Linked DNA regions of Sus scrofa: all the other regions are linked to region 3. The links are chromatin contacts, called in public HiChIP or PLAC-seq maps. All regions are on one chromosome and are shown on one strand. Each heading gives the region's core, a stretch centred on a gene start, on an enhancer-like site or on the middle of the called end of the contact. The rest is flanking DNA. Distances are from core to core; before and after follow the strand shown. Region 1 holds the start of MED16 (mediator of RNA polymerase II transcription subunit 16). Region 2 holds the start of CFD (complement factor D). Region 3 holds the start of ARHGAP45 (minor histocompatibility protein HA-1).

Region 1 (2,700 bases), core at 172-2,671, 140 kb after region 3:
CCAGATTCTGGGGGCTCTGACTTCCCTTGGCTCTTGGCCACATCCCTCCAGCCTCTGCCTACATCTTTATGCGGCCTCCTACCAGTGTCTTTAAATTGTGTCACCCTGGGTTATCTGCTTTTATCCTGATTGCCCTTCTCACCTGGCCCCAATCAGGGGTCCCTGCTGTCCACAGGGCTCCTCACTGTTGAACCTCACCCTGATCTCCATTTCCCTGAAGATGGATTATCTGCCTCAATTACTGGGAATCCTGCAGGTGACATTTGTCTCTTTCCCCCTGTGTATTTATTTATTTAACTGTTTATATCAGTACAGACGCCTGGACATTCGCTTTCTTGTTTGGGTTACAACACAATATCCTTTCATTTTGTTGCTCAGATTGTTCCAGGTTTGGATACTGGGAGCTCTTTCAGTGATTCCTGTCTCACTGAGGCGGGGTATTTATTTATTTGAGCACCGGGCTCCTCTGCATATTTGTGCTGCCTTCTAGAACCAGGCATTTCGCCCAGGAGCCCAGTTCCTTTCACTGGGGCAACGTTTAGAAACCAAGAACTGGGTGCTAAGTGTGCTGAGTTCCATTTTAACAGGCATTTTAAAAAGTTTTAAACACAGATGCTAAATAATGGAAATCCAAATGGCTCAGAGGACATCAGGAGATACTGGATTAACCAGCTTGGAGGCTCCCACCTGTGAAGGGGACCGAATTTCTGGTGCCTGGAGGCCAGTCTGGACTTCAGGGCGCGGGTGTGGTGGCTCTAGGGGACTCCACAGGCCTCCTGCACTGACACACAGACTCGGTCCTGCGGCTGCCCCTAGCTGGCTGTTTTCTTCCCACTCCGATTCCCTGAGCCCGGCCCCCATACCTTTGCCCAGGCGCTAACTGCAGCCCAGTACACCTTCCCCGAAATATCAGGAGGTCTTCCTAGAAAAGACTTTCCCAACTGGGGAGAGCCCGACAGAAAAAGAACCAGCTTTTGATAGCGGGAGACGAGTGAATCCAGAGAAGCCCACGACTGGTTAAGCCGTCTTGCTTACGGGGAAAAGAAGCAAGGAAAAGCAAAATATGGAACGCTTCACGAATTTGCGTGTCATCCTTGCGCAGGGGCCATGCTAATCTTCTCTGTATCGTTCCAATTTTAGTATATGTGCTGCCGAAGCGAGCACGACACCGGGGTTAACCCGACCGCTATTTATAGGGCGGAGTATAAAATACTTTACGCTAAGGGTGAATTCCGTTTAGAAGAAAAATACTCAGTAACTTGTCTCTTCTTTTCTGATATCAGTGCAACAATAGCTTAACAGAATGAGGCTACTCACTGAAGTTGAGAAAGTGTTCTTTCACGAAATATAATTCGGGTGGCTGTTGGGAAACTATCAATGTATGTATGCAAATTATATCGGTAGTGGGGCGGGGCCGGAGCCGCTGCTGTCCCAGAAGTCTCCGGGAAACGGCCGCGCTACGTGGGCGACTCGTTGATCCGGGGAAGATGGCGGTGCCGTAGCCGCGCCGATAGGTGGAGTGCAGGCCGTGGCCGTCCGCTCGGCTGGGAGAACAGGCCGTCCCGGTGAGCGGGGACTGGGGACTTGGGCGTTGGGCCGGCCTCAGGACGGTGCCTACGGCCGCGGCGGCGACTAGCGGGCCGGGGGCGGGGCCTGTAGGGTTAGAGGGCGGGCCTGGAGAGCAAGGGGTGCTGGGTACGCGCCCGGGAGCACGTTGGGCGGGGGGGGGGGGTCGCGACGGAAACTTGGGGGAAAGTCTGAGGCGTCTGGGAATCCGGGCACTCCGAGCTGGGGAAAATCGGGGCTGGGCCTGGAACCTGATCAGGGGTTGGGAGGTCTAAGGCTGTATTTTCCTGGGGAGGGGCCTGGGGATTCTGGTGGGCTGGAAGGCGGCCACTGGAGACCAGCACCTGGCTATTGGGTAGTGGTCCCTGGGGTGGAGCCTGAAGTGGCAAAAAGAGGCGGGACTTGGAGGGTTGGGAATTTGGAGGTGGTTATAGGGAGGCGAGTTGTTTGGGAGACCCTGGGGAGAGAACAAATTTAAGCTATCCCTGGGAACACAAGGGGCAAATTGGGACTGGGGTCTGGAAAGCAAATATTGTAGGGGGCGGGGCTGGAGAGCTTTGAGGGCAGAGCTTAAAGACTGCTGAAGGGGCCTCTGGGCAGGGCCTTGGGGTTCCTGGCCAAGGCTTGAGGAAGCGGGAGGCCTGGGGGAAGTGATTGAGAAAGATGGGTTGGTCATACAGTCTCATTGGGTTCTGGTAACGGTGAAAATAACCGTAATCAATGCCCGGCACATAGACAGCAGGTGGAAATGTTCATTGTTTCCGTTGCGGTTGTTACCTTTGAAGTGCTGCACCAAGCTGCTGCCTGCCCCCCATCCTGCCTCCTTGCCTCTGCCAAAGGCTTCTCTAAGGATAGAGCAGTCCCACCTCTCCTCACTGCTTCATGGTCCCCATCATTGTTCACCTGGACTGGCATGGTCACCCCCACCCTGTCCCTAAGCCTTTCTCTCCAGACAGCCAGAGGGGTGTGTGAAACATAAGAAGGTCTCAGCTCCCCTGGGGCTCCCACCTCACTCAGGGTGAAAGCGCAGGCCCTGCATGACCCACCCCACCCTCACTTTACCCCTCCCTTCCTCTCACTCAGTTCCAGCAACATGGGCCCCCTGCCGCTCCTTGATGACCCTGGGCTTGGTCC
Region 2 (2,700 bases), core at 37-2,536, 160 kb after region 3:
AAGCGAGCGTTAGGGGCAGCGCAGCCCCCAGTGCAGCTGGAGGGACTGCGGCTAGACTTAGCAGACCTTCAGCAGGAGGAGATCATGGTCGATGGTGTCAGGCTGGCTGTCTGGGTGGGGCACGGCGCGGAGCACGTCGTACAGGCGCTTCGAGGGCTCGGGCTGTGACAGGGAGTGCGCACCCAGGAGAACCTGCAGCTTCCCCTCGGCCCTGGAAGTGGAGTGGGCTCACATCAGAGCCATGTCCCCACCCGACACCCAATTCCCCCATTCCGCTCTTGGTCCTGGGCCACTCACACGTCCTCCAGGCAGTGTGCTGCACTCAGCACCCACTGCTCAGACACCAGGAAGCCTCCGCACACGTGCTTGCCGTTCACCTGCACCGATGCCATGTAGGGTCTCTCGTGGGACTTGGCCTCCTGGCCACCCAGGATCCGGCCACGGGGCTGTGCCACTGGAGGATGCAGGTCCGAGTGAGGGTGACTGCAGCCCAGACCTCAGATTCCCTCTAAGAGAGCGGCTCTGGCACCCTCAGACTGAAATTCCTTCCTTGGGATCCTCCCCAAAGAGTTGCAAACTCTGGGGGCCCAGGGAGGGATGCTGAAGAAGACAGACCGGGCGGTGGGGAGTGACAGTCTGGGGCAGACTCCGCGTACCTACACACTGGGCCCTAGAACTTCAATATAGACACAGACAAGTGGGGCTGATCAGACCCAACATCCTGCCAGCCGTTTGCTCCCAGCCTGGGCTTTCTGTTGTAGAACCAGAGGCTCTCTGAACTCACTAGATTCAAAGTTTTGAGAATTGCTTGGTTTTCAGAGCCTTCTGTTCATGTGGACCCTGCCCCCTCTCTGCCCACCTAGTGGGGCTGGAGGGCCATCCTCTTGAGCGGAGGGGTCCATGGCTGACTGCGCTGCAGGCTAGGGGCCCCCAGCTGGCACCCCAGTCCCGGGTCCACTCACCACATACAGCTGCTCCGAGGAGGATCAGGGCTGCCAGGTGCCCGGAGCGGTCTGCCATGATGCTGCTGTGGCCTCAACAATGGCCCAGGGCAGGGCTCTGGGGTTCTTTTATGAGGGTGGAACGGGGTGGGGGGGGAGCTCCCACAGGTCCTATCTGCCAAGTGGGCAGTGGCCCAGCTGAACAAAGGGAAGCCGTCCACGCCCTTCTCTCCCCCCACTTCCCCCGCCACAGTGCTGTGATTATCTTCCCCTAGACTTTGTACCAAGAGTAGATGGGCTGCTGGACCTGCCTGCCACCTCTGTCATTCTGTGGGAAGAGCCCCTCAGGATGGGCGGTGGGCAGAGCAGAGGGATGGACCCACCCACCCACCCACCCTGACCCCCAGCCCAGTCTCCCAGAGTGCCCTTCCAGCCCCAGAGTTTCGCAACAGCAGCTGGAGAGCAAGCCCAGTTTGTAAACAACCCACTTCCTCATTTTCTGCCCCTCCCTTCTTTCCCTTCCTCCTGCAACTTGGAGCTGAGGTCGGGTGGGGGGGAAGGTCATCCAACGCCCTTGTCCACATTGCTGTGACTCTGGGGCTTGACACCCTTTAAGTAGAATATTGTTGATGAGTAGGGACAGCTGGAAAGACTGTTGCATACAAGTGACAAAAAAATGGAGTGTAAGGGGCTGGAACCTTCAACAAGAAAATTTAAATGGAAAGTTTATGGGTCTACCTTCAGGTGTAGCTTAATCCAGGCACCTGAACAATGTTTTGTTTCTTTTTTTCCTCCTTGATGGGTTGTCTCCTCAGCAGTCTCCCCTGTTGTGGCCTCAGGGGCCCTAGACTCAGACCAATGGCCCAGTTATTCCCTCTGCCAATTCCCCATCACTCTAGCCAGCATCTCAAGGCGGCCTCTGATTGGTTGAGTTTGGATCTCATGCCCCTAAAGCAGCCATTGTGGGTTGGCAGGTTCTGATGAGCAGAACCTGGGTCACATGGTTCTCTGTAAGCTGGGGATGGTGGGTCAACATCTCATGAACCTCTTCGGGGGAGATGCTGTGTGTAACCACAAGGGTGGGGAGGACCGTGAACGTCCCCAGGAGGAACAGTGCATGGTATTTTCTCCTTTCCTTCTTTTTTCTTCATGGTGGACCATTTCACACATACAGAGAAAAATAGAAAACAGCATAACAAATGCAATTTGTTAGACCCTAAAATGTTTCCTTGCTCAAATCAGAAACTCTAAAACAAAAGCCCATTGGAATGTGGAGTGCAGATTATGTAAGTAAAAGGATTGGAAATTGCAGCAAAATTTGGAAATTACCCAAAAAGACAGAATGGTTCAGTAAATAACCCTGCAGATCCTGGGATGCTTTGTTGACATGGAAAGACCGCCAAGATATCGTATTAAGTGGAAAAAGCAGTTGTAGGGCAGTGGGTCACCTGCCTGAGCAGCTGGCCCTTGTGGGGAGAGGTGTTCTGAGGACAACCTTAGGGAGAAGCTGGAAGGCAGAGGGAACAGCACTAGTTAAGACCCTGAGGTGTCCCAAGGCAAAAGGTTGGGGAAGTGGAGGAAGGATTGTTTCCGTACCCAGTGAGGCCGAGACTGGCCTGGACCCCAACCCCTGATTGGGTCCTCCCCAGACAGTGCCTCAGTCTTCCCCATGGGGAACTGAGAATCAGAGAAACAGTGAGCAATTTGCCCAAAGTCACAGAGCTGGGACTCGAACCCAGGCCCTGGAGCATGACTTTAC
Region 3 (2,700 bases), core at 48-2,547:
TATCAGCCCCATCTCTCCTGGTTAGCTCCTGGGAGGGGAAGGGGAGCTGGTACAGCAGGTGTTCCCCCGACCCCAGGCCCTGCCTCAGTTTCCCCAGAGGTGAAGTGGGGCTCTGGAGGGTCTTCAGCCTGACTCCACAGGGGCAAAGGCCACAGGTCAGAGGGCTGAGATTTGGTGTCATGCCCCTCCCACACCTGTTACCCAACATCCTCTTCCCCAGAGCTTTCACAAACAACCGTCTCTGCCCCAAACCACAGCCAGGGGCGGTGCCTGCAGGGGTGCGGGGGAGGGGCACCCCACTTCCTGAGAGGGTAGGGAGGGCTAGGGTCTCCTTAGCTGCCCTCAGGCCAGGTCACTGCAGGCACACAGACTCATTGGTAATGATACCTTGAAGCCTGAACTCTAAAGGTTCAGCAGGCCCCCGAGTCTCACGGACGCCCCCAAAATTTACACCCAGGCCCTGTGCCCATGGGTCTCATCCCACACTCTGCTCCCTATAAACCTTCTGCCCATGGCAGTGCCATGGCTCTCAAATCTAATGGTGCCTGGAGGCCCCCAGTTCTGAGCCCCTACCCTAGAGTCCCAGACCCAATGTGCTCACACCCCTACACCCGCCCGGCACACTCCCGGGACCCCACAACCAGCCCTGGATAGGATGGTGGTGTGGTGGCCTCCCACAGGGCTCCTACCGTGAGCTGAACACTGGGGTCCCGGCCCATCCTGCGTGGCCCCTGCTGTCCAGCCCGATGGGGGCTGTAGCTGGCTCGAGCCCTCTGCTGCTGGCCCAGCATGGCACTGCCTGGCCCTGCCCGGCGGCCTGAGCACAGGGTGACCCCCCCCACCCTGTCCCCCTGCTGTCCAGGGGGCGCTCCAAGGTTCCCTGCCTGCTCCGCGCTCCCAGTGGAGGTTCACTCACCCCCGAGGGCTGTGGGCAGGGGCTTCCCGCCCGGTTCTTTTTTGAGATGGATGGGGTTTTCATGAGCTCTCGCTTCTTCCTGGAGAACATGGTGGGGCCGTGCCCAGCAGCCCCGAAGGGCCCGAGGGCGGCGGGCCGGGGGTCTCAGCGCTGCAGCTCCTGATGTTGGTGGCCTCAGGACCACATTGTCACCGGCCACCCCCTCCCCAGCTGTCAGGCCCACGTGACAGGCCCAGCCCTCATTGGCAGCGCTTCCCCCCACAGGAAAAGGCCTCCGGAGGCGGTGACGCAGACCCGCCCCTAATCCTCTCAGGCCTGGGCCTCAGCCTGCCCCTCCGCACAGTGGGCTTGAAGGTGGGGTCCTGGGCCCCGCCCCTAGCTTCCGCTTTCAGTAGCCCTGCGCGCGCATGTGAGATGAGGTTCCCCTGCCTGGTGCTGGCCCCAGACGAGCCCCAGGCAGGCACACGGCGGCCACTAGAGACGCTGACCTTCACTCGGAAGACCTAAATCACCCAGCAGAGCAGACACGCGTGCACAGTGACACACAGCGACACGGACTTGGTCCTAACACGTGCTCAGAAACCACCAAGCTCCCCAGATGAAACGGATACAGACACACCCGCCCTCCAGTTGCTGTTCCCTCATGGGTGTGCCCACCCTGCGTCCTCTGGAGAGCCCCTGTTGGGCCCAGGGCTGGGCCAGAGTAGGGCAGAGCGGTCACCCCCCTGTGCCCCACCTGCATTGGCCTCAGCCCAGCTCCCCCCAGCCGCATTCTACATCCTGGGCACACGCACTGACCCCTGGCCACCGGACCACTGGCCAGCAGCAGGGCTGATAAAATGCCTCAGGCCACCTCACCGTCTCCTCCCATCCCAGCCATGGCCACTCTCAGAACTGGGGCCAGAGCGGTGGGTACAGTTCCCCACCTCATTCTCCCCTCCCGGCACCCCCCTCCCCTGTGACCATCTCTTCTCTTGAGCCCCCAACTCTGAGCCTTCTCCCCTCTCCTTCCAGAGTCTCATCCACAAATCCCCAAACCCCAGTCCCTCCACCCTTCCCAACACTGGCCCCCACTGACCTCCAGTGGGAGGGGACGATCTCCAGGGCAAAGGGCATGCAGGCCACAGCCCCTCATGCCAAACCTGGCTCTCCAGGCCCAGGTCCATCCACAGACCCAGCCCAGAAGTCCCTTAAGGATCCTCTGACCACCACTCATGGCTCTGAAGGCCAGGATTGGGGGCAACGGCTGGCTGGTGGATGGGCTTCTGGCCTGGCTAGGAGGCCTGAGGTCCAGGCCACCCCTGCCGGGCTCCTCCAGCTGCCCCAGACATTCCTGAGCCCTGACCTCATGCCCACTTCATAACCAGCCACTCACAGGTACCGCCCTCAGGCGCCAGAACCATGTGGCCACTTAGGGGCTTGGGGTCCAGGGTCCAGGCTCTTAAGGGCACACCTGCACTGCACGTGTGACATCCCCAGGCCACCGCAGAGCCCTTCACAGCTAGGAGTTCAGTTGGCTAGGAGCCCCAGGCAGGCACACAGCAGCCACTGCAGAGACACTGACCCTCGCGCATACTTCATACTGCATCTGTGTCCCCACGCCCATGCCTCCACACACTCGGGTGGCAGAAACGTATACAGAGAACCATTTGTGGACAGGCATGCAGCCTGGAGCATGGGCACACGTGCACACTGCTTCACATCAGCTTTTCTTTATTTCCTCCAGGGAGTCTGGGTCCGGTGTCCCACCCCTCTGTCCTGCCTTCTTCACTCCCAGGGCCTCC

The links. HiChIP or PLAC-seq counts read pairs in DNA pulled down with a chosen protein or histone mark.
Region 1: a contact with region 3 is called in an H3K27ac HiChIP or PLAC-seq map of alveolar macrophages. The contact joins the promoter of MED16 here to the promoter of ARHGAP45 in region 3. A contact is called at or near these places in 2 of 5 promoter capture datasets (fetal liver and liver), 3 of 47 Hi-C or Micro-C datasets (embryonic fibroblasts, epiblast stem cells and liver) and 1 of 2 datasets of contacts at active chromatin or transcription factors (alveolar macrophages).
Region 2: an H3K27ac HiChIP or PLAC-seq map of alveolar macrophages shows a contact between it and region 3. The contact joins the promoter of CFD here to the promoter of ARHGAP45 in region 3. A contact is called at or near these places in 2 of 47 Hi-C or Micro-C datasets (embryonic fibroblasts and epiblast stem cells) and 1 of 2 datasets of contacts at active chromatin or transcription factors (alveolar macrophages).

Annotation. Positions count from the first base shown.
Region 1 is chr2:77,489,532-77,492,231 of Sscrofa11.1, forward strand. It overlaps MED16 (mediator of RNA polymerase II transcription subunit 16), which reads left to right and starts at 1,422. Exons shown (of 16, transcript XM_005661362.3): 1 at 1,422-1,565.
Region 2 is chr2:77,510,702-77,513,401 of Sscrofa11.1, forward strand. CFD (complement factor D) reads right to left here and starts at 1,287. Exons shown (of 5, transcript XM_013994801.1): 1 at 963-1,287; 2 at 298-454; 3 at 67-211. The coding sequence starts at 1,020. The region is part of intron 15 of MED16 (mediator of RNA polymerase II transcription subunit 16); the gene reads left to right.
Region 3 is chr2:77,354,597-77,357,296 of Sscrofa11.1, forward strand. ARHGAP45 (minor histocompatibility protein HA-1) reads right to left here and starts at 1,298. Exons shown (of 23, transcript XM_003353961.4): 1 at 917-1,298; 2 at 1-28. The coding sequence starts at 1,006. ABCA7 (ATP-binding cassette sub-family A member 7) reads right to left here. Exons shown (of 47, transcript XM_013994807.2): 47 at 2,565-2,700.